Linked DNA regions of Sus scrofa: region 2 is linked to region 1. Evidence: chromatin contacts called from public HiChIP or PLAC-seq data. All regions are on one chromosome and are shown on one strand. Each heading gives the region's core, a stretch centred on a gene start, on an enhancer-like site or on the middle of the called end of the contact. The rest is flanking DNA. Distances are from core to core; before and after follow the strand shown.

Region 1 (5,007 bases), core at 1,429-3,928:
GATAAACAGAAAAGAAGCTGATATTCATAGAGACTTTATTACATGCCAAGCATTGTTATAAGCACTTTTTCACTGACAACTCATTTAATACTGGTAACAACTTTGAGGTTGGAGACATAGAAACTGAGGGGCATACAGGTTAACTAACATTCTCAAGATCACATAACTAGAAAGCAGCAGAGCTGAGATTTGATTCCAGGCAGTTTGGCTAGAGTCAGCACTCTGAAGGATTATACTAAACTGAAACAAGCAGAGGAAAATTTATAAGCCAAAAACCTAGCAGAGAGGGATACTCTGAAACAGCCAAACACAATAATAGTAAAGAATGGGGGGAAGGAGAGGAGGAAAGGCCAACTGAGTTTTAAAAGAAGGTTCAGTTGAAAAAACTGGGGCTCTCCATGTAGCAAAAGCATGACATGGAAACCAAAAGACTAGTATGTTTTTAAGTCACACTGGGGTAGCAACATATAGTTTAAGATAACTTGCATTATATTCTGTGTGGTCAAGCAACTTTTTTAATAAAACACTTACTTCTGGGTGCTACAGTGAAGAGTCTAGAATTTAAGTTATAATATTAGAGACCAAGGGCTCATAGGAATAAAGGGAAAGGGTAGGTTCAGATATTTGAAAGACTCTGATATGAAAAAAAGGCTTTAGAGTTGTTACTTGTAGTTCCAGAGGTGGAACTTGTATCAACAGATGTAAGAAAGCTGTTCTAACATTAGAATTGCTCAAAAATGGAATGGGTTCAGAGTTCCCGTCGTGGCTCAGTGGTTAACGAATCCGACTAGGAACCATGAGGTTGCGGGTTTGATCCCTGGCCTTGCTCAGTGGATTGAGGATTCAGCGTTGCCATGAGCTGTGGTGTAGGTCGCAGACGAGGCTCAGATCCCACATTGCTGTGGCTCTAACCTAGGCCAGGTAGCCACAGCTCCAATTCAACCCCTAGCCTGGGAGCCTCCATATGCCGCAGGAACGGCCCAAGAAATGGCAAAAAAAGACACCCCCCCCCAAAAAAAGGAATGGGTTGCCATCTAAGATTAAGCTAAATAACACTGAAGCAAAGACTGGATATCCATTTGCTGGGGTGCTGCAGGGGGGATGTATGCATTTGAAGGATATGGCCTTGCCCAACCCAGCATGAACTAGGTCTGTATCAGTCCATCCATAAGCCAAATGATTACAGATACTTCTTTGAAATCCCTTTTTTTTCACAGCTGTTTCCTGCCTTGTCTGTCTTCTTCCCAGACTGTTATCATGTTCATCTTTATGTCCTGGTGCCTAAAGTAGGACCTGAGAAACACTACGTTCCAGGAATGTTTATCTGATGAAGGGGTTTGGAGTCAGGAGTCTTAAGATTGAGCCCCAGTTTTGCTCTTTGCTGGCAGGCTGAGTAAGCACCTCTTTCACTTGAGCTAGTTTCCTTGAGTTTCCCATAGTTTTCTCCCCTCCCCCCATCACTTATCTCCTCATGTGCATTTACATGGTTCCTGTAGTCCCCAGTAGTTGTAAGCATCTATGTGATCGCAGTTCAAGATAGGGGATGCATAGTCCAGTGCCTGGGAGACTTTTCCGGTTTAAATTTAGGTTAATAACATCCAACAGATGGGCTACTTTTAAGGACTTACACATTCAGGCGAGTTAATTTACGGAAAAATTATCCACCTATCCCATCCACTAACCAATCCTTTTGGTAACATTCATTTAAAAATTAATGAGATTTAATTTGCATTAGAGAATAAAAAAAATATAGATTTAATAAGACAGTAACGTTTCTCTTTACAACATACTGGGAAAGGGTAAAAATTAAATGACAGTTCACCTCACCACAGTAACCCTGCTGGTGCTCAAGGAAGACAAGTATTTGCCAAAGCTACCGGGAGTCACTTGGATGCTCACCGTTTGTTCAGCTCTGCAGAGCCTCCAGGAGAAATATTAACGGTTTCATGTTACATTAGGAAAACGCACATAAGAATCTGGCATTTTTTAAAACTGTCATTTTGATACCGTGACATTACATTTCTGTAGTGAGATGTATGATTTGATCCAAAGAAGGGAACCAACTGGGTACACGAAAATCTCCGCCCAAAGTAAACTGTTTTCCAAGAGCTCAGATTCCTTTCAGAACCCCCTCCTGACCCCGCGAGGTAGCTGATAACTGACATCCCCTCCCGCCTCAGGGTTCCGGGTTAAGCCCGCGGAGGTGCGCGGCGGTGATCGGAACCGGCATCCTGGTGGCGACCACATCTTAATTCAGGGCCGAGCCGACCCCCACACCACCCTCGAATGCGCCCCGATGGTAAACCGAGCCCTCCCATCCCGGCGGCTGGGGGTCTGGGCCCACGGCTCCGCAGCCCAGATGCCTCTGTTGCGGTTACACCCGCAGCCCAAGGGGCTGCCCGGGCCGGAGGGGTGGGGGGCCCTGGCCGGCCCACCTTCCCAACGTCCCACACCAGCTTCCGCATACCGACCCCGCTTGCTAGCCGCAGCCTGGGCTCCGGAAAAGAAAACGGATCCCGAACCGGGGCTGGCACGCCGCGGCGGGAGGAAGGGGTCCCTCGCACGCGCTCACCTGGACGCCGCGGCCATGGCAGCCGCCCCGCGCCGCCGCGGCGTTCCGGCTTCGCGCACGCGCACGCGCTCCCGCAGCCTCCTCCTCGCGCCGAGGCGGCCGGAGCTTCCGGAGGCGGACGGAGCGGAAAGGGAAAGAAGTCGCAGCGGGCAGGGCGAGTCCTGCGGGAACCGGGCTGTCCCAGACGCTTGGCGTGGAGCGGCTCCTCGTGGCGGGCGTCGCAGAGCGCGGTGGGCCCCCACAGCCCTGGGAGGCGGGGAGCTCGAGGCCGGGCCGGCGACTCTCCTCTCGAATTGGAAGGGACGCAGGAAGACAGAAACCCCCAGACCCTCAGCCGACCGGTGCACGGTCAAGGTGTTCCCTGCTGCCCCCTCCGCTGTCAGTGGCAGTGCGGGTGGGCCTGGAGGTTAAGGTTGCTGGTTTAGTAAGGAAAGCTGCTCTCTCCTGTAATTTCGTACCCAAACAACAACAGCAATAATAAATATGTAGGCGACTATGTGATTGTATCAGCAGTGTTCAGGTCAAACAACTAGTTAGTTCAACGGGCGATTGGCTGGTAATGTGTTAGGAAGTACTCTAATTACTGGTAAATGAAATTTGTAGTTAAAACCGTCTAAGAGAAAAATGATTTCTGTCCAATATATTTAAATGCTGCAATTTTTCGTTTTTGAACTCACAGGCACATAGTAGGGGTGGTAGAACAATAACCCCTCACAGTTGTCCACCTTCTAATCCCCAGAACCTGTGACTATGCTGCTTCACGTGGCAGAAGGGACTTTGCTCTGTGATTAAGGATCTTGAGATGGGAAAGTCAACCTAGGTTATTTCAGGTGAACTCAATGTAATCCCAAGGGTACTTACAAGAACTTTGAAGTCAGTAATAAGAGACAGGGTCACATAAGCAAGAGGTTGTAATGTATAGCATGGTGACTTTAGTTAATATTGTGTTGTATATTTGAAGTTTCCTGAAAGAATAGATCTTAAAAATTTTCTGCCTAAGAAAAAAAAAAAAAGTGTATGTGTGTGAGGTTGTTAACCAATGGTAACTAGAGTTGTGATCATTTTGTAATATGTACCTAAATCATTTTGTTGTACACTTTAAACTTATACAATATTATGTGTTAATTATACCTCAATAAACTGCGAACATTTTTTAGTTAAAAAATGGAAGTTCTCACTGTGGCTAATATCCATGAGGATGCGCATTCAATCCCTGGCCTCCATCAGTGGGTTAAGGATCAGGAGTTGCCTGTGGACTGCAGTGTAAGTCCCAGATGGGCTTGGATCCCTGCTGCTGTGGCTGTGATGTAGGGTGCCAGCCTGTATCTCTGATTCAGCCCTTAGCCTAGGAACTTCCATATGTGTGGGTGCAGCCCTAAACATAAAAATAAAAAAATAAAAGGCAGCAAGATGTCAGAGTGATGTAAGAGGCAGTGATCCAAGGAGTGCAAGGCACCTCTGGAAGCTGAGGAAGAGAAAGAAAGGAATTCTCCCTGAAGCTCCCGGAAGAAATGCAGCCCAGTTCGTACCTTTTTTGTGCACTTTGGACCCCTAGGATGGTAAGAGTATAAATTTGTGTTGTTTTAAACCATTTAATTTGCAGTAATTTGTTATAGCAGCAATAAATGAATCCAATAGGTACTTAATCTTTTTTACATGAAAGTGTAAAGAAAGTTAGGAACTTTCCCAAGGAGTCTCACTAAGGAGTTGACTTTTCTTTTCTTTTCTTTCTTGTCTTTTTGCCTTTTCTAGGGCCGCTCCTGTGGCATATGGATGTTCCCAGGCTAGGGGTCTAATCGGAGCTGTAGTGACTGGCCTACACCAGAGCCACAGCAACTCGGGATCCGAGCCACATCTGCTACCTACACCACAGCTCACGGCAATGCCGGATCCTTGACCCACTGAGTGAGGCCAGGGATTGAACCTGCAACCTGATGGTTCCTAGTCGGATTCCAACCCCATGCGCCAAGACAGGAACTCCATTTCCTTTCTGTCTTCATAATGCATTTTGAACTTGTTGGTCCTGACTATCAAGTACAGAGAATCATCTTTCTGTTCTTTTAGTAGGCTAAAAGGATTTTACTCAGTTTTGCTTGATAAAACAGTGCTGGTACCATTTTCCAGGGATGGTTGTCTACTCTGTGGTCAAAAGTTTATTATACAAAGGAGTTAAATAGCTGTTTCTCCAAAGAAGATGTTGGTAAGCATGTGAAAAGCTGTTCGGCCTCACTCATTGTAGGGAAATGCAAATTACAACCATGAGATATCACTTCACATGCATTTGGGTGCTATTTTAAAAATTAAAAGAAAATAACAAAGATTGGCAAAGATACAGAAAATTGTGAACCCTTGTGCATTGTTTGTGGGAATGTAAAATGGTGTGGCTCCTGTGGAAAACTGTGGCAGTTCCTCAAAAAATTGAATGTGGAATTACC
Region 2 (4,794 bases), core at 137-2,636, 210 kb after region 1:
ACTGACCCCTAGCCTGGGAACTTTCATGTGCCACAGGTGCAGTTGTGTTAAAAACAAGACAAAACAAACTAAAACAAAAAAACCCCACTTAAGAGGCCAAAGTGGATGGTTGGATCTGATAGTGTTAGAGTAAAGGAGTGACAACTGAGGCCGGTTCCTTACGATGTGATTACTGAACAGATGTTCAGGAGTTGAGAAGAGAGAGATGTCACGGATGATTTCCAGGTTTTTGGCTTGAACAACCAAGTAGTGGAAGGGCAGCACAATGAACTGAGATGGGAATCACTAGAGAAAAAGCAGGTGTGGAATGAGGGGAGGTGGGAATGGTCAGCTTTCAACTTGCTGAGTTTGAAATACATATGAGCTACTCAAGTGGGGATACATTTAGTAGTGTGCAGGTCTGAAGCTCAGAATAAACATCTAAACTGAAGATATAATTTTGGAGAGGAGTTCCTACTGTGGTGCGGTGGGTTAAGGATCTTGTGCGGCCATAGCTGCACAGCTGTGGCACAGGTCTCAGCTGTGGCTCGGATTTGATCCCTGGCGTGGGAATTTCCCTATGCCCAGGGTGTGGCCAAAAAAAGGTTTTTTTGTTTTTGTAGAAATTATAGGGCGTAAAGTACTTAACACCACATGATTAAAGGAGCTGGCTGAGCCATCAGGAGGGAAAACCAAGAGTGTGTGACATCACAGCAGCTAAGGGAATAGACCATTTGGAAAGTTACATCTTCCCCAGGTCCAATCCTTTTTCAAAACCCTCAAAAACCCCTAATAAACAAAAACGCCTGGTTCGCAAACTGCATTCACAAGTAAAAGGTGGAGCGCGTAGTCAAAAGTGGCTGCGCTGGGGGCCAGGGCCAGTTTCCCTCCGGCCCTAACTAGACAGCCCATGGACGAGATAGCCCAGGCCACTGAGTCGCAGCTGCCACCAAGACGCCGGCGGGACCAGTTCTTTCAAGGGCTGTGGAGCGGTACTAGTGAAGCCTGAGAGGAAAGGCAGTACTCGGTGACGAGAAGGGGTACTCACCATAACTGCTACGTGGCCAACACAGAGGACGCCCGCCTACCGCGCAGAACGCTGGGCCGGAAGTGGCGTCATCGACGTCTGGGCTTTGAGAAAGGCCGACTACAACTCCCAACATTCCCTGCAGCATACGTCATGGACGTACCACTCCACCACATCTCGCGGATGGATAAAGAGGCGGGAAAGAGAAGACTCACTTTCGGACAGTTGTGTTGACTGCGTCATTCGTATCCTACAGACACTCTCACGTCTTTCTGTGAGGTTCTCCAATGGGGATTCTAACCTTTACACATCCTCCGGTAGCGTTCTTGGAATGGATTCTCCCGTAACCGAGGCAACGTCCCAAAATAAACCTCCTCGCAAAACTTGCTGGGTTGCTGAGTAGCAAGGGCCGGCGCGGGAAGGGCTCTTCCTGAGGTTGCTCGTGGCTCTGGTCGCTTCCGCAGTTGACTTGACCCGGGCTGGAGCTGGGACGTCTGATCTCGCTTCTCGGATTGGGTACCCTTCTTAGAGGTGACTTGGTCCTTGGGGCCCCCAGGTGTTGTCCTTTAGATACCTACCTACTCTGAGCCTCCGTTTTCCTAGTGGGACGTCATTTTGTTCATCACCTCAGCCAGAAGTTTACTGTTCCTCTGTCCCACCTCACCCCCCGCCCCAAGGCACTTTATCCGTAACTTTCGATGGGAACTTGCTGTTCCACCCTGTTATACTTAGTTAAGTCTTGTCTACTGCTCCCTAGGGTCAGGATCTGTGCATTTATTTAAAATCTGTTTTCCTAGCTTGTACCACAGCCCTAGTCAGAGTGGCTTGCAAACTGTGAAATCATTGAATGAATGGATTTGTAAATGTTGCTCAAGAAGAGTTAAGCAGTGCAGAAAATGCAAGACAGGGACTCCTTTTCTATCCCTCCCCGTCACCCCCGCCACCCTGTTTCCTTTCTTTATTTTTTTTCATTCTGGTAAGGAAGAACCTCCTTCTTGGAAACCACAGTTCAGCGGGAAAGAGTTGTTGGTTAAAGGATCCCTACAGTGTAACATAATCCATTAGTTAACCATGGTGAGGGGTTGGAAAGAGTAGTAAAGAGAAGAACGTGCCGCTATGACAGAGGGATTTAAAGAAGTGAGGAATGAACTAAACAATTAGAAGGATCAGTATTAATTGGAGGAATGAAAGCGGTCTGCATAGTGGTACCTGGCTAAAGTGAAACAGCATATGCTAGGGTCCTGTGGCTGGAGAGAGCCTGACTTGAGAACTGAAAAAGGACAATTGGAACCCAGATGCCATGGAGGGGGGCGGTTCCCATGATGACAGATGAGGGCGATAGTGGCCTTGATAGAACCATTTCAGGATTTGAGCCTTTAAGGATTTAAGCCCCTGTAGCATCACAGGAAGCCTTTGTGGATGGTCGGTGAAGATGGAGCTTTGAAATCGATGCAAATCGAATTAATACACTCTGACTGACTTTTAGGTTTGTTGTTTTTTTTTTGCCTTTTTCTAGGGCCGCATCCGCAGCCTATGGAGGTTCCCAGGTCAGGGGTCTAGTCAGAACTGTAGCCGCCAGCCTATGCCAGAGCCAAGCAATGTGGGATTCTAGCCGCATTTGAGACCTACACCACAGCTCAGGCAAGGTCCTTAACCCACTGAGGGAGGCCAGGGATCAAACCCGCAACCTCATGGTTACTAGCTAGGTTCATTAGCCACTGAGCCACGATGGGATCTCCTGACTTCTAGTTTTAAAGCATACCTGCTCAGAGGAAGAGGTAGGATGCAGGGAGAGAAGGAGATGGGCCACAGTTCCAAATAGGCAACCTTGTTTAGTGGCATTGAAACATCTTCAAAATTTAAGACAAAATTTCTTAGCTTGGATTATAACGTACATCCAGTGCGTATAACTAATTGGTGTTAAAAAATATTACAGTGAAATAGAGGCAATTGTTCTTAGCTCTTTGGTCATACTTTTTAGAACGTGTCTAATTTAAAAGCAGTATATCCAAATAAATAATTATATATTTAGTGTGATATTTCATAAAAAAACCTCAAAAACAATAGGGTAATACCTAGGTGTCTTGTTCATTCTGAAAAAGGAAATTCTAGTATTTAATATGAGGGACAATGTAGTATGTTGACATAATTTTATCTAAACTCAATATATCTGCCTTATGTAATCAAGTTCTTTCAATCTACTTTGAACTTCTCAAAAGAAGGATTTATTTACGCAGTATTTATCCCACATTGTACAGTAATAATTTTATTATTTTGGACAGATGAATGGCAATGCAACAGATACACATTTCTTTATAACTTATGGCTGCTTTACCTGGAGAGTCAAAGGGAGGGTTCATGGTGATAACTTTGAATCCCTATTATTCCTGCTCAGGCCCACAAAGTAGATTCTTTCCCCACAGAGTTTGGGACTCTTGTTTTATGATATAACTATGTGCATGTTAACACTCAGGCTGAAAGTAATTTGGAGTAAAATTTAGTAATCACCTTTCCCCTAAAAATTTTCCCTGTATTTTTCAATGTAGAGTAGGAGTTTTGTTATAAAAGAAGTGACACTAAGAACCCACTGAAGTTACAGAGCATACCACCTCAAGAAGTAACCATGCCTGGGGAAGGAGGGAAAACTGATATGGAGAGAATTGGCCTCTTCAGTGAGATGGAATATGTTACTGTTGGTGATAAATATGTGTCACAATTTAATCGTAAGTATATTTGGTTTTCTTTACTGCTTAAGAGTGGTTATTTTCTATATGAACATGTGTTTAGTATTTGTTAAATGATATTTTTTAATGTCTGGATTTTTAAAGCATTAGAGTTAAATAAATTTTTGAAATTTCAATAGAGTTAAATAATTTTATAGGAGCAGGGAGACCATTTTATTGGGCTATCCTACCTTCATGTATTCTTCTCATAGATAATTTTATTTCTTTCCAAGGTGCATGGGGTTTCTTCCCAGAATATTTTGTTTTTAGCTTTTTTGTTTCTTAGGATACTTTACTATGCAGATAGCATTTGCATTTGAATCTGAAAAGGCCATCCATGATCACTTTCTTGAAAAATGAAATGCTGAATGAATAGCTGAGGGATTTTTAGGAGAGTCTTAAAAAAAATAAGAACAACACACTGATATGAGACATCTCTAAGATACATTATTAAATAAGAAAGTCAAGGATGCAGAATAGTGTATGCGTATGCAAAGCATTGAAAATGGAAGAGAATGTACATGAAAATATTCACTGGAGAGTGCATAATCATTCTTGGAAAACAAAATTACTGTCATGGTTGCATGTGGGCGAGGAACTGGGTAGCCGAAATTGGAAGAAACATTTAATGTAAAAATATTTACACTATTGAGTTTGGGACCAAGTGCATGAATATATTACCATTTCAAAATCTTAAGTTAGGGAGTTCTGGCTGTGGTGCAGAGCAGCAGGTTAAGGATGCAGCATTGTCTCTGCAATGGGGTGGGTTCGATCCCTGGCCCAGCCTGGTGGGTTAAGAATCTGGCATTGACACAGCTATAGCAGAGGTTGAGGCTGCAGCTCAGGTTTGACTCCTGGCCCAGGAACTTCCATATGCTTCAGGTGTGGCCAGAAGAAAACAAAAACAAAAAGCCCCAAACCCCAAAACTTAAGTTTAAAAAAAAAATCAGTGATACAAATTCACATTTAAATAAACAGTTGCATTAAAGTTTGTTTGCTAATCAAGAAAAAATTTCACACTATGGAAGGACTTTACAAATTGAGCTTTCCTAGAGGTACATTATA

What was found. HiChIP or PLAC-seq counts read pairs in DNA pulled down with a chosen protein or histone mark.
Region 2: an H3K27ac HiChIP or PLAC-seq map of alveolar macrophages shows a contact between it and region 1. The contact joins the promoter of C15H4orf47 here to the promoter of CFAP97 in region 1. A contact is called at or near these places in 1 of 5 promoter capture datasets (liver) and 2 of 2 datasets of contacts at active chromatin or transcription factors (alveolar macrophages and skeletal muscle).

What each region holds. Positions count from the first base shown.
Region 1 is chr15:46,254,800-46,259,806 of Sscrofa11.1, forward strand. It overlaps CFAP97 (cilia- and flagella-associated protein 97), which reads right to left and starts at 2,679. Exons shown (of 7, transcript XM_021075563.1): 1 at 2,573-2,679. The coding sequence starts at 2,589.
Region 2 is chr15:46,469,503-46,474,296 of Sscrofa11.1, forward strand. It overlaps C15H4orf47 (chromosome 15 open reading frame, human C4orf47), which reads left to right and starts at 1,387. Exons shown (of 8, transcript NM_001190210.1): 1 at 1,387-1,522; 2 at 3,553-3,729. The coding sequence starts at 3,630. It overlaps UFSP2 (ufm1-specific protease 2), which reads right to left and starts at 1,114. Exons shown (of 11, transcript XR_002339221.1): 1 at 1,028-1,114.